Linked DNA regions of Mus musculus: region 2 is linked to region 1. The links are chromatin contacts, called in public promoter capture Hi-C maps. All regions are on one chromosome and are shown on one strand. Each heading gives the region's core, a stretch centred on a gene start, on an enhancer-like site or on the middle of the called end of the contact. The rest is flanking DNA. Distances are from core to core; before and after follow the strand shown.

Region 1 (5,305 bases), core at 367-2,866:
ATGAGACTTGGGGTAGAGCTGAACCTGCTAACTGTGCCACCGTTTTCCTGTCAGTTTAGGCATCACAGTCAGATAGCTCCAGCCCACTTCAGACGTCAGGCATCCTAACTGCCCCCACCCAAGCCTTACTTAGGGGTCTGCACTCCAGGAGAACAGCCAGGATATGCCCAGGGGGGTGACAGCAGGGCACAACACCAGCGAGCAGCAAATGCCAGCCTTCCTAACAGGGACATCACTGTTGCTAGCTCAGAGCCCTGGACCCCTCTAACTCTGCTACACCATTCGAGTCTCAGTCTCCCAGTTCAAAAAGCACTGCACCAAGGACGCCTCAGTCAGGATCACCTCCACCAAGTCCACAAGCCAGTACCAGCTCAATAATTAAACTAAAGTTAGCCTTACTCCTCACCAGGACTAGCCCTCAGGCCCACATCCATACAAATAGTTATGCCATCTCTCAATACCCATATGAGCGTGGGTGGCTAGAGTTGTTTCAGTTTCTACACGCTCTCTCACTTCTCCATAAAAACCAGGCCCAGACCTGGAAAAGCAGTCAGATCAAGCCCCGCTGTCATCCTGCCCAGTGTCTTGAAGGCCCTAAGGTCACAGCGGGCTGCTGCCGACACTGGGAGGAGAACCTTCCTGCTGCCAGAGGCTGGGCATTCGCCTCCTGGCTCCAGCTTTGGCCAGCAGGGCAAACGCCTTCTTGCCAGGTTCCCCGGAAGGTGTTCCTGTCCAGTCTCAGTCTCCCATCCCTGAAGGGAGGAATCAGTGCTGGCCGTTTGCATCTCTTGGTCAGTCTCTTTATCTCTCAGTCCCGCTCTTCACCACAGGGGGCCCATCCATCTTCCCACGTGGACCCAAAAGGCCTCTACAGTCTATAGTAGCAGCATCCGGCTTCTAGACTACGGAGCCATGGGACATCACTGTGAGCCGCAGCACTGGCACCAGGGAAAAGGAGGGGATGTAGCACTCGGGGGAACTCTGGCCAAGATGAGCACAGGAGGAGCAGCTAGAAGAATGTCCCCAAAATACACATGAGGAAGGAGATCCAGGCAAGGGAGAGGTGGGGCCAGGGGTAGGGCAGCCAGGGCTGTCATCAGAGCTGGTTAAACACCACAGAGGCCTTTAGGTTGGCAGGCTCCACGCCCTCGCCAAAGGTGATGAGGAAATACATGACCTTGCGGATCTTGGCCAGATCAGAAAGGCGCTCCCCAAACTCCAGGGCGTCTGCCTCATTCCAATCCATGGCGTCGGAGTCTTCCTTGCGCCAGAAGATGGCGGCGGGGTCCAGCAGCTGGCGTGTCATGAGGTTGGTGAGGTCGGGCGTCCAGTTCTGCGAGGTGCCCGTGATGGTGACCTTGCCGGGCTTGTCCAGAACCACGTTCCAGTGATCGAACTGCAGCTTCTGCTGCTGGATGAAATCGAGGCGGTAGACGGACTCAGCCGGCCGGATCAGCTTCTCACCATCCTGCTTCTTCTCCCCACGCTGCTTCAGGCTCTCTACTCGGAGCCGCATCTGCTGGGTCAGGTCCTGGTCCAGAACCAGCGGCATCTCCAGCTGCTGCTTCTGCGGCCCATCCTCTGCCATGGCCCAAGTGCTACAGCGATTGCCACTGCCACCACTACCACCAGCGTCAGGGAATCAAGTGGGCTGGATCCTCCGATGCCAAGAGAAGAGGCCACCTGAAGGCCCGCCTCCCTTTCCAGCCTTTCTGGCCCCACCCAGTTCTCAGAACAGGGGACACAGGAGTGTGTGTGTCCAACTGCCTCCTAACTGGTAAAGCTGTGCTGTAGGCAGGCTGGAGGGTGATGGGCTCCCTGGGGACCAGAGCACTGATATCAACTGCTGTGGCAACCACCTTGACTACAGTGGTAGTGGCAAGCTGGAGCTTTGCTTGTTTGTGAAGAATGGAATACTCCACAGGGCTGTTGGGAGATAGGTGAGGTTATAGACACATGGAGGTAACCGAAGACTGTCCAGGAAAGAGGTGGCAGGGCGGGGTAGCACCGGTGGCACACATTTCAGTTTTCTGTAGTCAGCCAAGCCAACTTTCCATGGTTGCCTCCTCCTCCGCACCCCCCACCCCACTCTGTCATAGCCCCTGTCAGGTCCTGTCAGGTGCCCTGGTGTCTCCCTCTCCTTTATCACCATCAGGACCCAGCCCAGCTGTCACCTCCCATCTGAACCTGCAGCTCTCAAATCCCAAATCATCTGCCAGACAGACGGCTGGCTCGGCTCCCAGAGGCCGTGGTTTGATCGATCCAACCACATAGCCACAGGATTGGCTCTCACGTCCACCAAAATCCTACCAGCCATTCCGCCTAAACTGATCCTCCACCTCCCGTGGGAGACGTGAGGCCAGGGAAGAAGCTGGGGACCTACAAGGGAATGTCAGTGGGAGGTGGAACCCAGGCAGTGTATGTGGACAGATGGCAGAACTGGAGTCTGTGAGTGCCTCTGAGTGGTGGAGACAGAGATGCTGCTGTCTCGGAACATCACACACACACACACACACACACACACACACACACACACACACACACACACACACACGAAAGAGGCATGGGGTGAGGTGTAGTAGCTGGAACCACTGGAACGGTCTAGGGGATCAGAAGTACATTCTATTGCCAGATGGAGGTCAACTGAACCACTCGGGGTTTGGGGTTATGACCAGCACAGAGCCCCATGATGCACGATGGGCAACTTGCCTGCTCTGTTCTATTTGTTTGTTTGTGTTTGTTTTGTGTTGTGTTGTTTGGCGCAGGGCCGCACTGTGTAGCCATCCAGGCTGGCCTCAGGCTCCCAGAAACCCTCCTGCTTGAGCCTCCCACGTGCTGGGCTCACAGGTATGAGTCACCACGGCAAACTGTTTTATTTTGTTTTGTTTGTAGAGTACTGGGAATTGAACTCAAGGGCTCTGTAACTGAACCACACGCCCTAGATCAGTTCCTTTTTATTTTAAGGCAGGACCTCAGTAAGTTGCCGAGACTGGTTTCAATCTCACAATCCTCCTGCCTCAGCCTCTCCAGTGGGGGTTTTGGGATGAAGGAGAAGCTCAGAGGTGTCAGTATAGAGTGCTCAGCTGGCACAGACAAGATCCTGGATTCAGACCCCAGTGCTGAGAAAAATCAACCTCAACCCCTGGGGTGAGCCCTTGGGGCCACTAGCAGCAATTCCCGAAGACAGAATTGGAAAGAGATGAGGTGAAGCTGCCTGCTCACCGGCTGGCCCTGGGCGTGAGCCTGAGAGCTGTCACTGAGGCAGTGCTACTTACGCTCTGACGAGAAACCGCTTCAGTGCTCCCAGCACTACACACTGATCTTAAAGAGTTTTTTCGTTGCATTTATTTGTTTATTTATTCATTTATTGTGTGCCTACATGTGCATGTGTGGACTCGTGAGGCTGGGGGGCAATCTGAGGGCGTCGGTTCTCTCCAAGCACTATAAAGGTCCAGGACTGAGGCCGACTGTTAGGCAACAAGCCCCTGTCTCCCCCAGCCACATGGCAAGCTCAGCTTGTGTCTGTGTGTTTGTTCCCATGTCTGAGGGAGTGATGTGTGTGTGTGTGTGTGTGTGTGTGTGTGTGTGTGTTTGTGTGAGTGTGAATAAGTGCAAATGAGTGTGTGGTGTGACAACTGGTGTGTATGAGTAGGGTGCTGGGGACACAAGCCCAAGCTCTGCCTAAGGCAGGCAGGTGCTTTCCCACTGAGCTGGCCCCCAGCTCTTGCTCTGTGTCTAGGATATCTCTGGTGGACCAGACGCCCTGACAGGGCAGGTGTTACATCTGTCTTGTTCGTCACGGTATGTGAGAACAGGGCTTGCCATGCTCAGAGGGAAGGGAGAGGGGCTCAGAAGGCAGAATAAATGGCAGGAATGCTGAATGAATGAATGAATGAATGAATGAATGAATGAATGAATGAATGACAAAAGGTGATTAAGGGACTCAGAGGTCTAGAAGGTGAAGTAGAGATTCTCTGAAGCGTTTCAGGAAAAGGCGGGGGAGGTCTAGACAAGCTGTAGAGACATCAGTAAGTGGTTGAAGGTCAACATGGACGGAGCCGATGCCAAGAACCAGAGCTATGGGGGTCAAGGGCAGAGGGCAGAGATTAACCTCATAGACACAATTATCTCCAGAAAGGCTGAGAAATTAGAAGTGGCAAGCACTTTGTGCCAGGCAAAAAGCCAGCACAGCAGGCTGGCAAGGACAGCAACATCGGAGGCTGAGGCCGAGAAAGCTGGCATCTGTGCAGACACTCACAGGGGGAAAAGTAGGGTCCGTGCATCCCGAGGGAAGGGAGAGGGGCTCAGCCTCTCCTAATGAGGATCAGAGCCATGAAACCTCTAGGGAGGCTTGGTCCACTCCTGAGCACAGGGGTACACCTTGCAGGAAGTTAGGGTGGAGGGTGTGACTGCTGTGACAGGGACTCACAGACTGCAAGAGCCAGCAATGAGCTGTGTGGTACGTTGTGGGCAGTGAGGGAGGAAAGACAAAGCTGTGCAGCCAGCCATGGACAGACCCTGTGAGGAGCCACCCAGCTCGGGAGGGCGGTGGGAGCTCAGGAGAGAAAGGCCACACACTCTAAAGTGGCCTCTGTGGTTGCAGGAGTGTGTGTGAGAACTCAGCACCAGCAAAGACTAGAAGGAAATATGGAGACCCCCAATGTCGCTGCCTCTGGATGGTAAAAGTCACCCAGGCCTTCTGTGCACGTCACATCTTCCAGTCCCTGGAACATCCTGTGCACACAGGATACCTTCAGTCCTTTGTCCATCACTTCTAAGTGACCCAGTCCATAACGGAGGCATGAGCTGGGACGTGGGAAACATTCGACTTGTTGTTGTTTTTCTTGTTATTGAAATGGAATTTAATCAGTAGGTCAAGCAAGCCTTGAACTCAAGATCTTCCTGCTGCCATTCCTGAAAACTGGGAAGTAATTAAACTGGAAACAAAAATTGTTGTTTGGTCTCAACATCCCCAGACTCTCCTTAACACTGCATAGGACTGTCAATCTCATGCCTCACTCCCCGCCCCCAGCACATGGACTGTCAATCTCATGCCTCACTCCCCGCCCCCCAGCACATGGACTGTCAATCTCATGCCTCACTCCCTGCCCCCCAGCACATGGACAGTCAATCTCATGCCTCACTCCCCGCCCCCAGCACATGGACTGTCAATCTCATGCCTCACTCCCCGCCCCCAGCACATGGACTGTCAATCTCATGCCTCACTCCCCGCCCCCAGCACATGGATTGTCAATCTCATGCCTCACTCCCCGCCCCCAGCACATGGACTGTCAATCTCATGCCT
Region 2 (5,037 bases), core at 2,123-4,622, 390 kb before region 1:
AGGAGGCAGAGGCAGGCAGAGCTCTGTGAGTTTCAGGCCAGCCTGGTCTACTTAGTGAGTTCTAGGCCACCCAGGGCTATGTAGTGATACCTTATCTTTAAAACCACAGTAAAAAGAGAGCCAAAGAAGTAGCCCCATGGCAGAGCCCTTGGCCGACATGCACAAGGCCCTGGATTTAAGCCCCAGTGCTGGGGGGTGGGGACGGAAATGAAGAAGAAAGAAAAAGAAAACCTACTCTGAAGGTTTCAGATGTGGCCTGAAAAGAAACCTTTCTGGTTGTTCCCCTGCCTCTCCTTAGGCAAACCATAGAAAGTAGAATTTCTCTTTGCCAAGGTGGGTCACAGTCTTTCCTTAGCAATCCCAGCATCCCAGCACTTAAGAGGCTGAGGCAGAAGGAGTCAGAGTCCAAGGCTAGCCCTAACTACAAAACTAGATCCTGTCTCAGAAGACCAAGGGCTGGGTGGGGCTCAACCGTAGAGCACCCACCTAGCATATGCAAAGTTGGATTCCAGTACTGCAGAGAGGGAAACCAAAATAAACACGGAACCCCAGCGCACTTCTTTTCTAATGCTAAGCACAGAAGCCAAGACTATTGTTCTAAATTCCCCTCATCTTTCTGTGTGATGGTTGCCATAAAGAAATTCTTTGACATACCTCGTTTGATTATAGATCAAAAGACTCCTATTTCGGACTGGATCCTGTGCAATACCCAAAAGGGAAGAATGCTATGAAGAGGCCAGAAGAGTCTAGACAGGTCCTGTAGGGGCCCCTGTATAATCACTACTAGATCATTTCCATTAATCCAGTCACATTTGTCAACTACCTATGCTTCATCTAACTTAATGGACACTTCAGCCTGGCTCCTTGCTCTTCATTCTGAAGGCAATGAATCATGTAAAGCTATGATCAAATGAACGTGTACACATGTCACTTGTTAAGCTGTGTTTTAGGGTGAAGGTGTTGACTGTGACCCTTTGTGATGGGCAGGAAATATAGATCATCATCATCATCCATGTCACTGTCCCTGCAGTGGGAATGTATGTGGTCGGCGAAGAGAAAACATTAGTTTGAGCCCCTAGCATAGTCATGCTGTTCTGATGTTGCAGAATAATTTCCAGTCTCTACCAGGTAGTACAAAGCACAGGGGTGTTGAACGGCCTGTATCACTGGGAACGGGACTGGATGTGAGTGCTGCAGCAGTCACAGGTAGAGGAGATTGGAAACTGTACAACAAAGGTAGGAAGCTGGATGGGCGGGGCTGGAGAGTGGGTGGAGGGATGGCTGGGAGAATTTTCCCTTGTGCACATTGACCCCTACCAGACTGGCCTGTGGACAAGCCGGTAGGGCATTTTCTTGGTGGATGATTGATATGAGAGAATCCAGATTAGAGTGGGTGTGGCCACCTTGGGCAGGCCAAGCAAGCCATGGCGAGCAAGCCAGTAAGCAGCATCTCTCCATGGTCCTGCATCTGCCGCTGCCTCCAGGCTTTTGCCTTGAGTTCCTGCTCCGACATCCTCCGTGATGCACAGTGATGTGTAGGTCTAATAAACCCTTTTCTCCTGAAGTTGCTTTTGGTCATGGTGTTTTATCACAATAATAGGAATCCAAAGACAATCATAACCTTGTCTCTGAGGGAAACGGAGGCAGGCAGGTCACTGCGGCTTGCTGGTCGCAGCAGAGCTGAGAAATTCCCGGGTCAGGAAGAGATCCTACCATGGAGCAGCAGAGCAGCAGGCAGAAAGCGCAGGAAGAGGAGACCCAGTGTTCCACCCACATGTATAAGCATGTGCACTCCTTCCCACAAAATAATCAAAGTTAAAAAAAATAATGTATGCAGGATAATAACGCCATAATAGAACATTAAAATAACTGGTGGTTCGTTATATCACTTCCTGACTCTTCTGTGTATGTTTGAAAATTTCCACACTGTAAAGTTTAAAAATAAACCTACCTACAGGGCAGTGTGTTAATTGGCCCAAATGGTGCTCCAGGACCCGCTGCAGGGGTGGTCCTCGGCCAGTGGGAGGAGCTTGCGCTTGGCAGTCAGAAAGGTCTGGTTTGATTTCCAGCTCTGTCCCTCTCTCACCACATTGCTTTGGGCAAGTCACTGGCTGGCTTCTGGGCACAAACATGGGGCACAAGCGTGGGTACTTCGTGTTTCAGAATGTTGAAGGAACAAGTGAGTCCACGTGTCAAGTGCACATCCCGTGCCAGGCACACAGGAAGTGCAGCATACAGTCTTAATTACTTTACAGCAATCTAACTATTCTTTTTTTTTTTCTTTTTACCTTGTTGGTTTTAAAAATAGATGTAAAAATATAGAAGTATATGAAGCAGAGGTGAACTTTCCGTTGCAAACTTCCCAGTGTTCTTTCTATGGGAGGAATCTGCTTAAATTAAAACTTTAGCCTGTATTTTTCCAGACAGTTTTTTTTTTTTTAGTCTTTAAATATATGCAGGCATATGCATCTGTAATCATGTATATATTTAAAACAAAAGTGGATTTTTTTTTTTTTAGATACTTTCTCTGTGTAGCCCTGGTATCCTAGAACTCACTCTGGAGACTAGAGAGCAACCTGCCTCGGCCTCCTGAGTGCTGGGATTAAAGGTGTGTACTTGGTCCCCCAAAATGGAATCGTACTCTTTGCTCTGAAATCTCCTTTTGATTTATACTATAGAGCACCTGTGTGTGTGTGTGTGTGTGTGTGTGTGTGTGTGTGTGTGTGTGTGCAGTTATAGAGGCCAGAGGGCAAAGCTGTCTACCTCCTTTGAAACGTGTCTCCATTGTCCTGGAACTCACAGAATCGTCTAACTGGCTAGCCCAGGAACCACAAAGATCCCTGTGTCTATCTTCCCAGCGCTGAGATCACAGGCTCATGCCACCATGTTTGGCGTTTTTACATGGGCTCTGGGAATCAAACTCAGGTCCTCACACTCGCAAGGCAACGGAGAAATGCCTATAGCATTTTATGTCAGTTCATGAGGCTCTGTAGATATGGTTTCATAAATTTCATTCCTATGCATTTGCTCCCAGCTGTGGGCATTTATATATGCTAGAATCTGGCAATACTGCAACGGTTCTAACGTCCCTCTATAACGTCACAGGAGGATTTTTTTTTTTTAATTTTGGTTTTGTTTTATTGTTGTTTTGTTTTATACTAAGACCCCAGTATTCTTGGCTTTTTCTACGTTTCTAAGCTGCATGCCGAGAGGGACTGTCTTCTCTGGTCCCACTGATTTCTTAACAAACTGAGGTGTGGTTTGATTTAGAGAAAATATCAGCCTCAGTGGAGAAAAGAGTCCGGCTGCTCTCTGCTGTCTGCCTGGGTGGCTGGAGGACGGTGACACAGCTGCCGTTGTCAGGGCTGAACACAGCAGAGGGCTGGGTGAGTCACAGTTTTATTTGTGAAAAGCCCGCAAAGATCCTGTGAGGTGGGATCCTGAGAGAACCAAACAATAAAACCTTCTCTCAAAAGAAATCCCAGTGGATGTGGGGATGAAAAGGTGGGTGAGGAAAGAAGCGGGTGGAGAAGTTCACTTTCCCCTCCTGTTGTCCTGGTGGCTTTTCAAGAGGACGGTGCAGGAGAAAGATGGTTTCAAAATGGGGACTGGGGGCGGGGGAGGTCTGGCCCTGCCTTATGTAAGAGCACCTGACATGCGCGGTACAATCAGTCCCAGGCAGACTCCTCAGAAAGATCGCTTTGTAAACCACTCTTGGCTCAGGGGAGGCCAACAATTGCCAACAATTGGCCTTTGTCCTTGCGGCTCTCCCATCATCCCACTATAAAGCTTCTGGTTCAAACCACTGGGAGGTTTGGGCAAGAAGAAATTCTTCCATTGTCTGTTAGGAATGAGATCAATAAGGTGACGTAACCCATGATGTAAGGCTTGCCCCGGGTTCCGGCTGGTCCAGGTGCAGGAATCACAAGAGGCCTCCTTACTGCACGTATTTCTTTAGGCCCTTAGGCAACCTGGCCACACAGTGTGAAATCTTCAGCACCTTCCCTTTCCCCTTTCTGCCTTATAACCACCCTCGCCCATGACCCCACAACAGGCTCCCTGGTTTCTTGGACTAGAGATCTCCCTTCTGCAGCCTCTTTCCAAACCCAGCCTATACTGCTGCAGAGTCACACGTTCTTTTGTCTGTCTGTCTGTCTGTCTGTCCTTCTTGCCAGCTGTATCCTACATTCTCAGCCCCAGAGGCTCGAGGTTAAGTGACAGCACAAAGACACAAGTGGATAAATTCAGACTATGAGGTGGACCATGAAGCAACTGAACTAGTTTAATCATCGCATCAACATCACAAGAAGAAACAAATACACCAAGGGATGTAGGTGGAATGAGGGGAATTGTCCTAGATTTTAAAATTCAAAAGCTGGGGCTGCGGAGATGGCTCGTCAGGTGTCGGGTAACGGCACTTGCCACACATACTTGGCAACCTGAGTTCAGTTGCCTGAACCCACAGAAAGGTGGAAGGAAGGACCTCACTCCACAGAGTTGTTCTGTGATCTCCACATTCATATGTGGTTCGTGTGCCTCCCCTCCCCCAACACATACACGATAAATAAATAAAAATTATATTCAAATGCATGCAAGAACCCTTGTTTGAATCCTGATTTTAATAAGATGTCACAAAATGGCATTTCTTTAGATTTTTTTTTTTTTCCCGAGACAGGGTTTCTCTATATAAACCTAGCTGTTCTGGAACTAACTTTGTAGTCCAGGCTGGCCTCGAACTCAGAAATCCGCCTGCCTCTGCCTCCCAAGTGCTGGGATTAAAGGAGCGTGCCACCACGTCCGGCTTCTTTAGATTTCTGAAAGCAAAAGCTAAGAAACAGATGCACTGGAGTACTGTGAGTTTTTAAAGCATTTTCTTGGCTGTGATGTGTAGGAATATCTGCATGTGAAGTATTGAGGGAGGAGATTACAGGAGGTCTGGGATTCACCTTAAAATGTCTACTCGGATAAAGCAGACGTGCATGTGTGGTGGTAGGCAGTCCTGGTAAGTGTTGAAAATGGGAGATATGTACTTTTATA

The links. Promoter capture Hi-C pulls out the DNA fragments that hold promoters and counts their contacts.
Region 2: a contact with region 1 is called in a promoter capture Hi-C map of embryonic stem cells, with 2.8 times the contacts expected there. The contact joins the enhancer-like site here to the promoter of Omp in region 1. A contact is called at or near these places in 1 of 39 promoter capture datasets (embryonic stem cells), 1 of 15 datasets of contacts at CTCF or cohesin (large pre-B cells), 4 of 484 Hi-C or Micro-C datasets (the N1E-115 cell line, Sertoli cells, embryonic limb bud and 1 more), 11 of 115 datasets of contacts at active chromatin or transcription factors (the 230-238 cell line, bone marrow-derived macrophages, embryonic basal ganglia and 4 more) and 1 of 9 other capture datasets (liver).

The regions. Positions count from the first base shown.
Region 1 is chr7:98,143,831-98,149,135 of GRCm38.p6, forward strand. It overlaps Omp (olfactory marker protein), which reads right to left and starts at 1,617. Exons shown (of 1, transcript NM_011010.2): 1 at 1-1,617. The coding sequence starts at 1,588. The coding sequence ends at 1,097. The region is part of intron 3 of Capn5 (calpain 5); the gene reads right to left.
Region 2 is chr7:97,753,794-97,758,830 of GRCm38.p6, forward strand. No RefSeq gene overlaps it. Among named protein-coding and RNA genes, the nearest start is that of Aqp11, 18 kb to the left of the region's middle. Within about 2 kb of position 3,373, at least 116 of the 459 cell types and tissues checked have an H3K27ac peak or open chromatin away from gene starts, as enhancers often do. A contact at or near this core is called in the N1E-115 cell line, Sertoli cells, embryonic stem cells and 1 more, where this site is marked.